Linked DNA regions of Ovis aries: region 2 is linked to region 1. The links are chromatin contacts, called in public Hi-C maps. All regions are on one chromosome and are shown on one strand. Each heading gives the region's core, a stretch centred on a gene start, on an enhancer-like site or on the middle of the called end of the contact. The rest is flanking DNA. Distances are from core to core; before and after follow the strand shown. Region 1 overlaps GPM6A (glycoprotein M6A). Region 2 holds the start of GPM6A (glycoprotein M6A).

The links. A called contact is a pair of places that touch in the nucleus more often than the background predicts.
Region 2: a contact with region 1 is called in a Hi-C map of hypothalamus, with 3 times the contacts expected there. The contact joins the promoter of GPM6A here to the enhancer-like site in region 1. A contact is called at or near these places in 6 of 16 Hi-C or Micro-C datasets (blood, hypothalamus, muscle and 2 more).

The regions. Positions count from the first base shown.
Region 1 is chr26:6,771,431-6,774,903 of ARS-UI_Ramb_v3.0, forward strand. The region is part of intron 2 of GPM6A (glycoprotein M6A); the gene reads right to left. Among named protein-coding and RNA genes, the nearest start is that of GPM6A, 39 kb to the right of the region's middle. Within about 2 kb of position 1,976, at least 10 of the 54 cell types and tissues checked have an H3K27ac peak or open chromatin away from gene starts, as enhancers often do. A contact at or near this core is called in hypothalamus, where this site is marked.
Region 2 is chr26:6,810,185-6,813,657 of ARS-UI_Ramb_v3.0, forward strand. GPM6A (glycoprotein M6A) reads right to left here and starts at 1,792. Exons shown (of 8, transcript XM_060407199.1): 1 at 1,684-1,792.

The DNA.
Region 1 (3,473 bases), core at 726-3,225:
GGCCGAATAAGCCAATGATAAGCTGCTTTTCATCTGTTTATTTTTAGAGTCTTTGTAATAAGCAGAACTATCTATAAAATGCATATTAACCTTATTCTACTTCCTATCATTCACTGTCAATAGATTAAGACGTGTCACTCCTTGAACTGATGCACACATTACCGGGAGGACCCTGATAGCCACCTGCACACTGCCCCTGTGACTGCGGGGCTGCATGGAGACAGCGACAGAACAGAAAAGTGAAAGTGAAAGTGAACTCGCTCAGTCGTGCCTGACTCTTTGCGACCCCGTGGACTGTAGCCCACCAGGCTCCTCCGTCCATGGGATTCTCCAGGCAAGAATACTGGAGTGGATTGCCATTTCCTTCTCCAGGGGATCTTCCAGATCCAGGGATCGAACCCAGGTCTCCTGCATTGCAGGCAGATGCTTTTAACTTCTGAGCCAACAGGGCGACAGAACAGAAGATTTTAGTAACTCCGTTTTTGGTGTCAGCCTTTTTGCTATAAATCGATAGCAAAGCCCCTTTTTTCAGGTGTATGTGGCAACACGCTCACATTAGTAGGGCACGAACAGGAACAGAAGGCAGCCGCTCGCTCCATGCCGAGCACCGGGCCTCAGCAGCTCCCAGGGCAGTCTGGGGGAGACCGCGGTCCAGACCTCCCAGCTCCCTGGAATCCCTGGCCTTTGAGTACGTTTTTTAGTCTCAAAACCATGCAGAAATAGGAGGAATATTTAAAGCAGTTTCAAAAGAGAACATCAGTCAAAACTGATGACAGGTATAAAAAATAAGCCATTTGAGAAGAGGTTTGGGTGGTTTTTTTTTCTTATAATTTATTGAGGCTAGAAAAGACTGAGGAAGCCAAGAATGTGGGTGTGAACAGTAATTATCTCTTTATGGAAGATGCAGCAAGATGCAATAGCGTAAGTTTCAGAAAAACAACTATAATTTATGAAATAGCTTCCTGTAAAAAAAATAACGTATCACTAAATAAGCTGTTAGAATCGGATGAATTTAATGAAAGACACAGAAATAAAGACATGATGTTCCTGTTTAGCACAATGTGTGGTGCTGTGCTAAGTCACTTCAGTCATGTTCAACCTCTTTGTGACCCCATGGACCATAGCCCACCGGGCTCCTCTGTCCATGGGGATTCTCCAGGCAAGAATCCTGTGTGGGTTGCCATGGCCCCTCCAGGGGATCTTCCCGACCCAGGGATAGAACCCGAGTCTCTTATGCCTCCTGCATTGGCAAGTGGGTTCTTTACCACTAGAGCCATCTGGCAAGTCCCTTTCCGCACAATAAGAACTCACTAAACATTTTCCCCACACAACTGAGTGACTCTCACTTTAAATTTCATAATTCTGGAATAGAGCTTCTGTATAAGGAATACAGGTGGGCTTCCCAGGAGTCGGATACGACTGAAGCGACAGCACCTATAGAATCACAAACCTTTTACAGCCCGTATTTCAATGGGAAGTAAATTAGGAAGTTAAGTGATTTCAAAGGTGGAAAGTCTCAACTAAGATAAGGCACCAAAGACTATTTAACGTTTCAAAACAAGCTTTAAGCGACTGGCACCAAGGAGTTGATGATAGTATCATTTTCCGTTCTTGTGTTCATTGCGTCAGCCCAGATGAGGCATCTGCCAGATGGGAAGCACTGTCCTCAGTCCTGGGATACAAGCGTGAATAAGACAGACACATCTCCTCCTCGTGTCCCTTCCATTCTGGGTAGGGATACAGCCAGGAAACAGGCAAGCTGACTAGACTGCTGCAGGAGCTCTGGGTGGCGTGACAGGGATGAACTGCTAAAAGGCTGCTTTGCTAGGCCGGTCAGGGAAGACCTTCTTGAGGCAGGGGAGGTTTCAGGGCATAGGAGCCAGTGATGTGATGAAGAGCATCCCAAGAATAGGGAACAGCAAGGCCAACTGTGCAGCATCTGAGGACATGAGATGACAGCATGTCTGGACCCTGGGGAGCAAAGAGCAGAACAGGACGGTGCTCGGCCGGCAAGGGAGAGCCTACAGGGGACCTGGTTAGGCCATGTTAGGGGCTGGATTCTTAAATGTATCAATCTTCCCAACAAATTGAAAAAAATCTGTTTTTTTTCCTTTTGGAATCATTTCTTAAAAAGTACCAGTTAGAAAGTCCAAATAGGCTTACTCACCCAGAACTTCCGTTCAGCTTCCTGCGAGGAAGCCAAGATTGCAGCTCCCTGCTGTACTGGACACAGAACAGGACAGGCACAGCATGTCAGGACCTGGAGCTGACCGTGTCCCACGTGCACCTGCTGAGTGAAGAGGGCTGCCTTCTCTATTGCTTCTTTCAAACCAGAGACGTCTCAACCATTGTCTCCATTCAAATCAATGAGATACCAGAGAAGGAGCTTCCTCATTTTCAAAAACTGCCTGTCACAAAATGTTAAAGCTCCAACTGGAGAGCCTTTTAAAAATAGCTAACATCTTCTCAATAATTCAGAGTAATTTTTATTTTTTTCTGTTCTCCTTAGTTTGTTTTCCATTTGTACCATTAGAAACTTCTAGTGTGATTTCCACAGCAACCACTAGAGGGAGAACTTCTACTGAAGAAAGTCATTTAAAAACACCTTCACTTGTTTCCTAAATCTGAACAACTCAAAAATAATGATGCCTCCCCAAGAGGAAAGATCATACAGGCATCTTGCAAATCTCAAATGTATTTTTTAATGAGTCTTGATAATAAGTAATAATATATATTCTGCAAAGAAGGGAATGGCTACCCACTCCAGTATTCTTGCCTGGAGAATTCCATGGACAGAGGGGCCTGCAGGCTACACTCCATGGGGTTGTAAAAATTGGACAAGATTAAAACAACCAACATTTTCACTTCAAAGATTTTTACATTCATAATTCATTTGCTTCTCCAAATGAATGACCAAGGGAACAGGTATTATGACCACTTGGCTAAAATTTAAAAATGCAAATGACTGAACCGAAGACAAACAAGATTTTAATTGAACAATCACATTAGGACTGAGGTCTGAGTATTTTTTTCAAATACATTATATTGTCTTCTTACAACTTTTTGTTGAGAAAATAGAAAACTTTATAGTCTCAGCTTTCCATCATATTGTAGAGTTCTAGATAAATATCTGGAAACACAAGAGACACTTAAATAACTACTGAATGTTGGGTGAGTTAACATATGAAAGAGAGTGAATGAATGAAGTTTCACTCCTTCTCTGCAGCGCTGTGTGCTAACATAGCACCTAGCCATAGGACACCTGTTCTCTTTCCAACCACACCTCATTTCCGAGGCAGCAGTTGCAAGGATGCCTAAGGATATTGCTTGCAGTTTAATAAGCCCCATGAAGAAGAGAGCTTTGTAATCCTTTCTCCAAGATCATGGAATCCTCATGTTATGGACTGAATGTTAGTGTCGTCCCCAAAATTCCTGTTAATATCCTAACTCCCCATGTGTCACGGTGTTGGAAG
Region 2 (3,473 bases), core at 542-3,041, 39 kb after region 1:
TTACGGCAGAAAAAGGAACAGACAAATTTCAGCTGTCAGTTTACAGGTAGGATAGAGAAGTTCTAAGAGTCAGAGGCCAAACTCAGTCTGATCAGAGGGTTCAGGGGCTAACCGCACCTCCTCTCCAGGAGAACACTCTGCTGTAACCTGAGATCCTGTCTAATTTGTTGAGGTAAAAGCCAAGACCTACCTTCTTCATTATAGTTTGGAAATGCAAGCTGGGGAAATAATTAACTTCAAAATTATGTGCACCTTACCCTTGGATAGACAGTCCACTCAAGCTTAAGGTCACTCTTCCTGGAGACTTTATGCAGTATACAAAATAGCATCTTAAATGCTTTCAGTGAAGTGAATAGATTACTTCACTGAAAGTCAATTATGTTGGGTTTTCCCATTTATGAGAGCTTTTCCTCTCTATGTGTTATTCTAACAAGAGTTTATATGACCATGTACAACAAAAGAGAGAGCCTGAAACTCATTCTGCCATGCTTGGGGGAAAAAGTGTTTTATCTTTCCCTTTTAAATGGAACATTTTCCTTCTGTTTCAGAAAACTTTTTAAAGACAGCTCATGCTGCAGATCATTTGCAAGGCTAGTTTATTCACAGGCCCTTAAAAATAGGACTTTTTAAAACTTTTCCAGGGTCATGCAACAGACTATGGATGTCTTGACCACAGTTAACATTCATAGGCAAAAATGTCCTCAGCTTTCTCTGTCCTCCTTTCTTCCAAGTTGGCCACCGTCTATAAAATCCACCGATTAGCAGTCAGAGCACCCCTACCCCTGGAGCCTGTGGGAACTTAGGAATTTCCACCCGAGCACGTCAATCCCCAAGGCCTCCCTCACTCTGGAAGAAATCCCTCACAACAAAGGACAAGGGAGAGGCCGGGGGAGGGGCGTAATGGACTTGGCCGAGAAGAAACGAGAACGCTGGCACTGAAGGGTCAGTCCGGGCTGCCCGCCGATCCCTAATCAGCACGAAAAGCCGCCGCGCCGGCGGCTCCTTGGACCGCGCCTGCGGGATGCGTGGTTCCAGCCCTTCGCCCCCCGCGCGCGGCTCCGAGCTCTTCTCCTGGGACGCTACCTCCTCCGGCACCGGTCCCGCACCGGGTTCCCCCACCCCAGCCACTCACACCCAGGTGCCGCCCCGAAACTCCAAAGCGGAAGCGGGGGCGGGGGGCAGTCGGTCTAGAAACTTGAGCGGAGCGGCGCGCGCGCACCCCAGCGCCCTGGGACCTGGACGGGGTCGCACCCCGAGGCAGGTCAGCCTTCAGCCTTAACTTGCAGCCTTTTGCGCAACGAAGGCACCCGGTGGAGGCGGAGGCTGGAAAGTGCCCCTCCTCGCCCTGCCCCGGCGCCTGACCGCACGCAAACCGGTGCGAGTGAAGTTGCGCGAAGTCCCCACTCCCCGCGCCCCGTCTCAGCGGGCTCCTGGGGCGCACGTGGGGACAGCCCCCCAGCCTCGAACTCTGCGCCCCCCGTGACGCCCACGCGCGGCGACGCCCTCTGGACCGCGGTCCTCCCCCGGCGCCCACCTCCGAGTGCCACCCTGCTCCCGCCGCCTGGCTCCCGGAGAAAAGTCCACAGGCTGTTGCGGGGAGGAGTGCAATCCCAGGCCGGCCGGCCGACACCCGCTTTCCTCCCGCGGCCGAGCCCCGGGGCGCCCCGCGGGCTGCACACTCACCCATGGCGCCGCGTCCCGCTGCCCGGCGGCCCCTCCGAGCGCTGGCGGCCGACGCAGCGCGGGCCCGAGAGCTCCGCGCGCCTCTCCTGCTCCGCGCCGCGCGAGTGACAGCCTCGCCCCTCCCAGCGGAGCCGGCTGCCGGGGCTCCTGGCACCCGGCGGCCGCGCAGACCCCTCCCTCTTCCCACCTGCTCGGCGGACAACTGGCTGTGGCCTCGCGGTTCCCGCCGCTCCCCTCCCCGGGCCCCTTTCCCGCCCTGATCACGTCCACTTGGCCGGCCACTTGCAAACACCTCCCCCTGGAATACGTTGAATCCACATTACACGCTCGCCGCGTCTCAGGGCACACGGATGACCTGGTAGCCAAGATCATAACCTGTAACCTGGAAACCCTAACCAGGAAAGCTGATTCCAGAGGAGTTTGATAGGATGATTTCCCTAAAAATCTTCTCTTGCTTTCAATACACTAGTTTTTCCCTAAATAACAATGTTAAGGTAACAGGAAGAGAAAATTCTCCCATGAATTTATATCTCTCTTCTTTCTTCTATGTTACATATGTTCGTTTCTATAACCTGGCAAGGCTGTAACGTCCCTCCCCGCCACACACACATCACAATATGCAAAAGTCACCTGGAAAATAAATGACTCAGTGCAAGGAGCAGTAGATGCTGCTAGAAAAGCACTGGGCTTGCCAACTGGAGGACGAGGTGGTGATTCCTGCTCTACCACTAATACAAGAGGACTCAGTTTCCTAATTTGTAAAATGAAAGATCTGGAAAAAGTGATCTCTAAGGTCCCTCAAGCTAAAAAAAAAAAAAAAAGAAATTATATAATTCTTTGGGTTATTGGCCTAGTTCTTACAGGATTCATACTGGAGAGTTATTTCAGTAAGTCAGTCCCCGAAGTGTCTTAAGCTACTTTTTCATACAGGACACACCCTAAAATACACAAATCTATGCCATAAACAGCAGAAGAATGAAATAAAGTGCATGGTTACTAACTTCCAGGAACATTGCTAAATAATGGAGAAAAATAATTAAGAGCATGTTTGGCAGAAAAACATGAAGAAATGCTGAGCACATCATTAACATGGCACAGAAACGTTTGCACAGCTATTCTTCACGTAATGGAAGAGACACACTCCTGGAAGGATATTGCAAATGCATTTCAGTTAAATGGAAATAGAAAGTTGTTCTTATGGGTGGGGAAAGGAAGTAGTTGATAAAAGTGTTCAATATCCCATTGAGAAAAGCATCACCCTTCTGGAAACTGACTAAATGAGCTGTGACTGCAGCAAAGAATAAACTTATACTGGATCCAAGAAAGATAAATGATGAATGTTTGGAGATTAATTCATAAGCACAGCTTTTGGGGACAACCACGATGGTGTGGTCACTCACCTAGAGCCAGACATCCTAGAATGTGAAGTCAAGAGGGCCTTAGGAAGCATCACTATGAACAAAGCTAGTGAAGGTTATGGAATTCCAGTTGAGCTATTTCACATCCTAAAAGATGATGCTGTTAAAGTGCTGCACTCATGCCAGCAAATTTGGAAAACTCAGCAGTGGCCACATGACTGAAAAAGGTCAGTTTTCATTCTAATCCCAAAGATAGGCAATGCCAAAGAATGTTCCAACTACCACACAATTGCACTCATTTCACATGTTAGCAAGATAATGGTCAAAATCCTTCAAGATAGCCTTCAACATTACATGAAACGAGAACTTCCAGATATACAAGCTGGATTTAGAAAAGGCAGAGAAACCAGAGGTCAAATTGCCAACAATTGT